Regions from separate parts of the Sus scrofa genome. Here region 2 is linked to region 1. A link is a contact called in public HiChIP or PLAC-seq data. All regions are on one chromosome and are shown on one strand. The core of a region is the stretch at or near the end of the contact, and the rest is flanking DNA. Distances in the headings are between cores, read along the strand shown.

Region 1 (3,943 bases), core at 763-3,262:
ATTACTTTGTTTTTTGTGACTGAGTGGTATTCCATTGTGTATAGTTACCACATCTCCTAAATCCATTCATCTGTCAATGGACATTTAGGTTGTTTCCATGTCTTGGCTATTGTATATAGTGCTGCAATGAACATACATGTGCATGTGTCTTTTTCAAGGTACACTTTGTCTGGATATATGCCCAAGAGTGGGATTGCTGGGTCATATGGTAGTTCTATATTTAGTTTTCTAAGGTACCTCCATACTGTTTTCCATAGTGGTTCTACCAATTTACATTCCCACTAACAGTGTAGAAGGGTTCCCTTTTCTTCATACCCTCTCCAGCATTTGCTATTTGTGGACTTATTAATGCAGACCATTCTAACTGGTTTGAAGTGGTCCATCATAGTAGTTTTGATTTGCATTTCTCTAATAATCAGTGATGTTGAACATTTTTCCATGTGCTTGTTGGCCATCTGTATTTCTTCTTTCAGGTCTTTTGCCCATTTTTCAATTGGGTTGTTGGCTTTTTTGCTGTTGAATTGTATAGTTGTTTGTATATTTTAGAGATTAAGCCCTTGTTAGTTGCCTCTTTTTAAATTACTTTCTCCCATTCTGTAAGTTGTCTTTTTGTTTTCTTTTTGGTTTCCTTTGCTGTGCAAAAGCTTGTTGGTTTTATTCGGTCCCATTGTGAACCAGATATTTTGGCATAGCATAAGCACAGTCTAGATGTACCTTATGAGCTATAAACTTAACTTAGGTTATCATATAGTAGTATTATACAAGATTTGCCTGGGTGAGTTTTTAATCTGCCATAAAACCTAATTTCACCTTATATTCGAAATATAATTCACAATTTTAAAAAGATTTTTAAAGTAAACAATGATTCTCAAAATAATCCTGATCATATGGATAAATAATAAGTCCCATTTTAGAAACATAGAAATGAAGGCTCTGAGAGATGAGATAGTTTTTCCAGGCCAAACTGCTCTTTAAATAATAGAACTAGGTTTAGACATTTGGATATCAGTACTCTTTTCTGTTGAAAATATTGCCTCTTACGTTGGAAGGTATATCTGGCTTGCCTACCATACCCTTCATTTAAAATTATACTTAAAATTAAGTCATTAAAAATAATTGAACTCTGTACTTTTAGGGAAAGAGGGAATATGAAATGTATTGGCTCCTAGCAGGAAGTAGTCCCGACTAAAAAGCCAGGGACACTCTATCAGAAACTCCAGAAAGTACTTATAAAATTTGTCACAGGAAAAACATCATTGGATTCAGATATTAACCTTCATCACTTCTAATCCAGGAATCACTTATAGGAAGCAAAAGCTGAAGAAGAAATATAAAAGCTAACTGCCTACATGTCTATATGAGAGGCCATGTTATCCTAAAGAAATACACATTTGATTTCTTCAGAAGGACGTTCAAAGTTTGTAAATCACATTAGTTAATAATGCAACTATGCCGACAATTGCAAATGCTTATTTAGAAATAGTCATTAAAATGCTTGAAATTTCAAAATTGACTTGATAAAAATCCCAAAGTTTTCCTCAGAACTTTAAATGAATACTAAAAACTAAGAAATATTAAAACTTAAGAATATAAAAACATAGCTAATAGTGATTGGTCTTCAACAATGTCTTTAGAGATCCCTAGTTTCTATTATACTATTTGCCTTGTCTAAAAAAATACGGCAAGGTTTTGGTTTCCATGGTGACATAACTCTTTTCATACATATTTATCATTGCAATGCCAGAAACCCACCCCTTTCTATCAAAGAATGCTACTTTAGCACTTAATAATTGAAGTTAAAGCTGATTTATTTTTTATGTCAGAGTGTTTTAAACAGATCCCTCTATCACTGAAAACTGAGGCAGCATTACAGTCATTTTCTCATAAGCAGTTTATTTCATACATGACTTCTGAAAAATACTTCTGGTTTTTAAAAACTGGAGAAGACTTTGCTTCCTTTTTTCCTTCAGTCAGCACCACAGGGATTCCCAGCTAAGCTTTCAAAATGTTGCAGAACATACATTACGTAAAGCACACAACCTTCAATTTCATTAATACAGTGTTCAAAAGGAGAACATGCATGTCTTGACTTTGCCAATAATCAGGGAGCAATGAAGTTATTGCCGCCTATGAAATTAATATTTTGGAAAGCAAAATGTTTAACGTTCACTCATTGACTTTTTAAAGTTGTCTAATTTTCCCTGCCATCTAATGAGAGATTCTAGTTTTCTTCTACAAAGGTCCTTTTTCATAAAAATAAAGCCCATAATTGGGTATATACACTTCAATCATCTTAAATGGTTCTCCTCATTTTTCCTAAGCTGTATGTGGCCTCTAGTGGACAGTGCTGTCATTTTGAGGTCTTAAGTATCAGTTTTCAGTATTATTTAACTCATTCTGCATATTAAAACTACCAAAAAAGAAAAGAAATATAATTAAGGAGGTTAATTTTTATTAACCTATCTTCACTGAAACGTATCTGTGGTAATATATTTAAGAAATGAATGAAAATATGATGAATTGAAAGAAGTTCATCCACAAATAAGCCCTATTTAAAAGCACTGTGGCATACCTTAAAACAATACAAAATAAAATGTATTGGAACTTCAAAAAAAGAAATCTGAATGAAAGATAAAAGTCTAATGTGTTGCTTAAAAAATTAAATTAGGGTGTTCCCATCGTGGCTCAGTGGTTAACGAATCCATCTAGGAACCATGAGGTTGAGGGTTCGATCCCTGGCCTTGCTTAGTGGGTTATGGATCCAGCATTGCTGTGAGCTGTGATGTAGGTTGCAGACGTGGCTCAGATCCTGCATTGCTGTGGCTGTGGCTGTGGCCGGCAGCTACAGCTCTGATTGGACCCCTAGCCTGGGAACCTCCATATGTGGGAGCGGCCCTAGAAAAGGCAAAAGGACAAAAAAAAAAAAATTAAATTAGATTAAATTATATGAAAATACTTCTATCCCCCATTAGGGTGCAATGTTCTCTTCCATTTATTTATTCCTAGGAGAAATGAGGGAACTTCTAAGTTGGCACAATCAAGTGTTTTGTGTCAGTTTCCTTAGCATCATCTTACGCATTTATCCATGAGAATGCCAGCTCAACTGTATGACATGCTTTGATTTTGTCTTCTACAAATAAACCTTATTTATGACTAAAAATACAAGAATAAGATGCAAAATTTTCCAAAATGTTGCTTATTTGAGAGACTGACTTATTCCATTTTAAGTTGCTTTCCCATTTTTATCTTCTTCAGGGAAATTTTTCTTCTTGACAAACTGCAACAATTTTCATTGAGAAAAGTAAATTCTTTGCCCAGGATGATTATAAATGAGATTTTTGTATTGTTCAAGCATATTCCACTATGGTCCAGAGACATTGCACCTTTCACCAATATTCTTGAAGTTAAGTGAGTGGAATGAGATACTCAAAGAAAATTTAAAAGGCCTAAAAGAACTTGTAACTGAAAAACTTAAAAATAAGAATGTGCCATTTTAGAATCTAGGGTTTTAAAGCACACTCACTTATTATAAAGTAGCATACTCATTTTATAGAAATTAGAACACATTAATGTATGAACAAATATGAATAAAAGACTTTCAAATTGATATAAATCATAATCACAGTGATTGACATTTTGTTACTTTTTATTCCAAATTATCTTATTCACAAATACAAACTGGACTCTTCCATATACTGTGGTAATTTCTCATTTAATAATAAATTAGATCCACACACAAAAAAGATCATCGGTAAAGGTAAATAGGTAATTTAAAATGATATTATAAATGCATATATTATTTCTTCTTTTAATTGACTTAAAAACTACATAAAATAATATTTATATAATTTTATCGGTGAGCCTAAAACATATGGAACAAAGCTGTATTGGATTAAGAAAATGATACCAAATAGTAACTTGAATCCACAGGAACAAATGAAGA
Region 2 (3,943 bases), core at 731-3,230, 930 kb after region 1:
TAACATGAAAACATATTGTGAAAGAGGTCTGACATGAGCTAAGCAAATGCAATTAACTAAAGAGTTTATAAAGCATCATTAGGGACTACCTAATCTTTATCCCTCCTTCAAACATTTCTTGAGCAGCTATTATATCCTAGGCTACATATTAGGTTCTGGAGAATTTTTTTTTTAATTTTATGTAATGTCTTGAAAAACATTACTTTTCAATTGGGTAGAGACCTGTCTGCCTATCCAAAGTCAAAGTTAATATCCTTACAGAGTTATCTGAACCAGAGTTCTCCAAGTGGGGTGTGCAATTGGGCATGCTTCCCAGGGGGTGCACAAGACTATTCTCCAGGGAGTTCTTGTTATGGCTGAGTGGAAAAAAAATTCAACTAGTGTCCATGAGGACTAGGATGTGGGTTCAATCCCTGACACCTCGCATTGCCATGAGCTGTGGTGTAGGTCGCAGACCTGGCTCGGATCCTGTGTTGCTGTGACTGTGGCACAGGCCAAGCAGCTGTAGCTCTCATTTGTCCCCTAGCCAGTGAACTTCCATATGCTGTGGGTGTGGCCCTAAAAAGAAAAAAGAAAAAAAAAAAGACTATTCTCCAGAATGTAAGAAGAAAATAATAGGGCGTGTGTTTTTATTTTTATGTCATCATTTGTAATTTCTAGTTTAAGTATGTTTTAAATGTATATGATATAGTAGTACAAAAAGATGAATAATTCATAAACATATATACATTAGGGGTTCATGCTCAAAAGTATTTTTTTGTTTACTTGGTTAAAAAGGGATTTAAATGCTTTAAATCATTCAAGGTACATTCACTCAGTTAACCCCAAATTGTACCAAAATTAGTTTTTCTAGAATACAGCTAAAAACTATTTTATTTTTTTACTTGACTTAAAAATGCTGTGAATGCTTTACAATCATTTAAGGTACATTCATTCAGTCATTTCCAGATAGCAGGTTAGTTTTTTTCCAGAAAACATGTGTACCTACCTCATTTAGGTAGAAGCATGACTTTAGCAATCCCCACACCCAAAGACAGAGAAACCAGAAAATAACCCTGAGCCTCTCAATACCTCAGGTAACCTCCACAACCTTCGCATAGGGCCAACACAATGGCCACAAACTTTATCAAATCCTTTTCATTATTTTGTGTGAACACACACTTCCACACCAACTTTCTCTTCTGTAGTTTTACCTCACAGAAAATTTATGGCATAGGGGCTTTGAGGCAAAGAGATTAGCTCAGGGAGCTATTAGGTCAGAAAAAGTGACAGCAGAAGAAATGACAGCTGACAGACAGGGCAGATACTGGGAAATAAACACGTCATAACACCTTTGTGAATTCAGCTCAGTGAAACAGTGACTGTCCCTAACAAGAACCTGAGTCATTAAGGAAAGAATCAGTTACGTTAGTGCAGCGTTCTGGTTCTTAAGGAGGCAGGTTGGTATTTTTATGTTTTAGAAAAAATCACCCTTCCTCCCCAAAGAGGGTCATATTAGAAAATGCTACTTGAAAGAATACCTTTCACACAATTATGGCTTTATAGCTGCCAGGGAAATGAGCAATCATGATTCTTGGCCCATTTGTTGTAACTCTATTTCTCCACCTCCTGGGAGAAGGTCAAGTGGACAGCTTTCTGGAATCCCATTCGTACTTCAGATAGAGCTCTTTCTTCTTTTTCACCATAATGCATAAGTCCTTCCCTTAAATTTTAACCAAGAAAACTGATTCTTCCACTTTTTGAATATTTGTAAACTACCCAAAGGCCCAAATCCTTCACTTAACATGTAAAGAAATACAAACTTAATAAATGAGGTTCGACCAACATGTATTGAGAGTTGACTGTATGTAAAATCATATGCTTGGTGGTTAGATTTTAAAAATAGAGGAAAGACTGGGTGTTCAGAGTGTACAGGGGAGGTGGGGGGAGGGTTGCCGAATGAGAGAGGGACTCACAGCACATAAATAATGGCTGTACTGCAGGAACCTGGAGGAAGCAGCTTGTAACTACAGACGTGGGTGGGGAGAACCAGGGGACATTTCAGAAAGAAGATAACCAAGCTGAGTATTGTTGATGAGTAAAAGTTTGCCTGTCAAAGATCTTCGGGAATTCCAGACTGAAGTGCTAACGCCTACAAGGCACAGAATTGTGAAAGCCCCAGAGAGGTTAGATGACTTGGCAAAGGTTGTTTCTGGGATTCACAACAGAGCTAAGTTTCTTAACATCCAGGCTCCTTGTTCCCAGTGATTATCTGGATAAGCCATGTAAATGAATTCATCACTGTAAGTGACAGGGAAGCTAGGGTAAGTCTGATCTTGTGTTTAGGAGTTCCAAAGATTTTCTGTTGTTGATGTTTGACCAAAGAATGGGGCATAGAATCTCCTGTTGCTGAATTAGCTTGACTTTTCCTTCCCTTTCAAGCTCCCAGTCAGTGCCTCTTTCAGCTGACTGACTCCTCTGGCCTGGGGCACTGGCCTTCAGGGTATTTCCTTGCTGTCACCATACTTTCCTGCTTGTGTTTTGAATGAAGGGAGTGGGAGGTTAAGACAGACAGCGACACCTTCAGATAAGAATAACTGAAGGCAAATGAAGATGAGTGTATCCCATGCAGTAGATAATAAGGTCCACAGGCAGTGAACCTGGATATACCAGGTATTGCGGAAAAACAATCCATATATAAGAGGCCCTTGAAAACAATGCTAGAATCACCATTAGAAGCAATTTTAGCACGATGATCATGACAAAGATACTTAAAATGATGGAGAAGATGATGACTCCTTTGTTACTATGACCCCTCAACTCATTTATAGTCTCAGGTAAAGAAGGGAACTTCAACTCTGGTATTTAAACCAATGCCTCCATTTTTCCAAGTTTTGTATTAAGAAATAGGCACTAAATTAAAAAATGCAGGTTTGTAGATCAATTACATTGTTCACTCATGTGTGGGACCTTTAATCTACTCTGAGAGAAAGGCACCGTTTTCTCAAATATCCTCCCACCTCCCCTTATTCTCTTCTCTCCTGCTTTGCACAGTCCCCGTTCCCCAGGCACTTGGATCCCCCTACTATTCTCTTGCTACCCCAGGTCTCCAACCTTAGTCTCTGTGCACATATATTCCAAAGTTTATAAGGATGAATCTGGTTTAATGCATTAAACACATAGGTATAAATAACTCTTCCTAATTCTAGGAGGAAAAATCCTATTCCCATGTTCATAGTCCCCGTAAAATGCCTTCAGGCCTGTCAAGGGACATAGGTTATTTGTTGCCACATTATTTTAGTGGCAGAAAGTTGGAATCAACGTGCGCAGCCATCCCTGAGAGAGCAGGAAGTTAATGGGGTGAATGCAGAGCATGGGATACTGTGTAGCTACTAGAAGGAAGAGTTTCTATGTACCTTTTAGCAACCAAATGGATCTTTCAAACATTGTATTTAGTGAAAAGAGTAAGAAAATTTAATTCTAGTGCAGCACCAATTCATAATTAGTGCAGCACACATAAGACAACAGAGCACAATTTATAAGAACACATGCAAGCAGGACTTACATATACACATGGTAAAATGGTAATGCAGGGAGGGAAGAGCGAAGAACAGGAAGCAAAGAGAATATATAAATATAGGAAACTTGTACAGACCAATGACAACATACCACATACCACGGTGCTGATGAACTCAGTCCTTTGCTCTAGAGACCCAAAAGTTACAACTACTATTGCCAGTAACAAGTCAATTTGTAATAACAGCAATAATAACACTTGCTTGAATTTTTTATTTGGTAGATTGTCAGGCAGTGTAATAACATGGCCAGAAGAAATGAAGATGTAGGATATCTGTTGCAAGAGGCATGCCTTACATATATCTTTAAAATCACTACAGACGATTACCTAATTGATCTGGGTTAAAGGTCAGCAATACCAAAAACACACTTTGGTTACAGGAGCCTA

The links. HiChIP or PLAC-seq counts read pairs in DNA pulled down with a chosen protein or histone mark.
Region 2: a contact with region 1 is called in an H3K27ac HiChIP or PLAC-seq map of alveolar macrophages. The contact joins two enhancer-like sites. A contact is called at or near these places in 1 of 47 Hi-C or Micro-C datasets (epiblast stem cells) and 1 of 2 datasets of contacts at active chromatin or transcription factors (alveolar macrophages).

The regions. Positions count from the first base shown.
Region 1 is chr18:30,204,864-30,208,806 of Sscrofa11.1, forward strand. The region is part of intron 13 of TFEC (transcription factor EC); the gene reads left to right. Among named protein-coding and RNA genes, the nearest start is that of TFEC, 230 kb to the left of the region's middle. Within about 2 kb of position 2,013, at least 1 of the 83 cell types and tissues checked has an H3K27ac peak or open chromatin away from gene starts, as enhancers often do. A contact at or near this core is called in alveolar macrophages, where this site is marked.
Region 2 is chr18:31,130,516-31,134,458 of Sscrofa11.1, forward strand. No RefSeq gene overlaps it. Among named protein-coding and RNA genes, the nearest start is that of MDFIC, 6.8 kb to the left of the region's middle. Within about 2 kb of position 1,981, at least 10 of the 83 cell types and tissues checked have an H3K27ac peak or open chromatin away from gene starts, as enhancers often do. A contact at or near this core is called in alveolar macrophages, where this site is marked.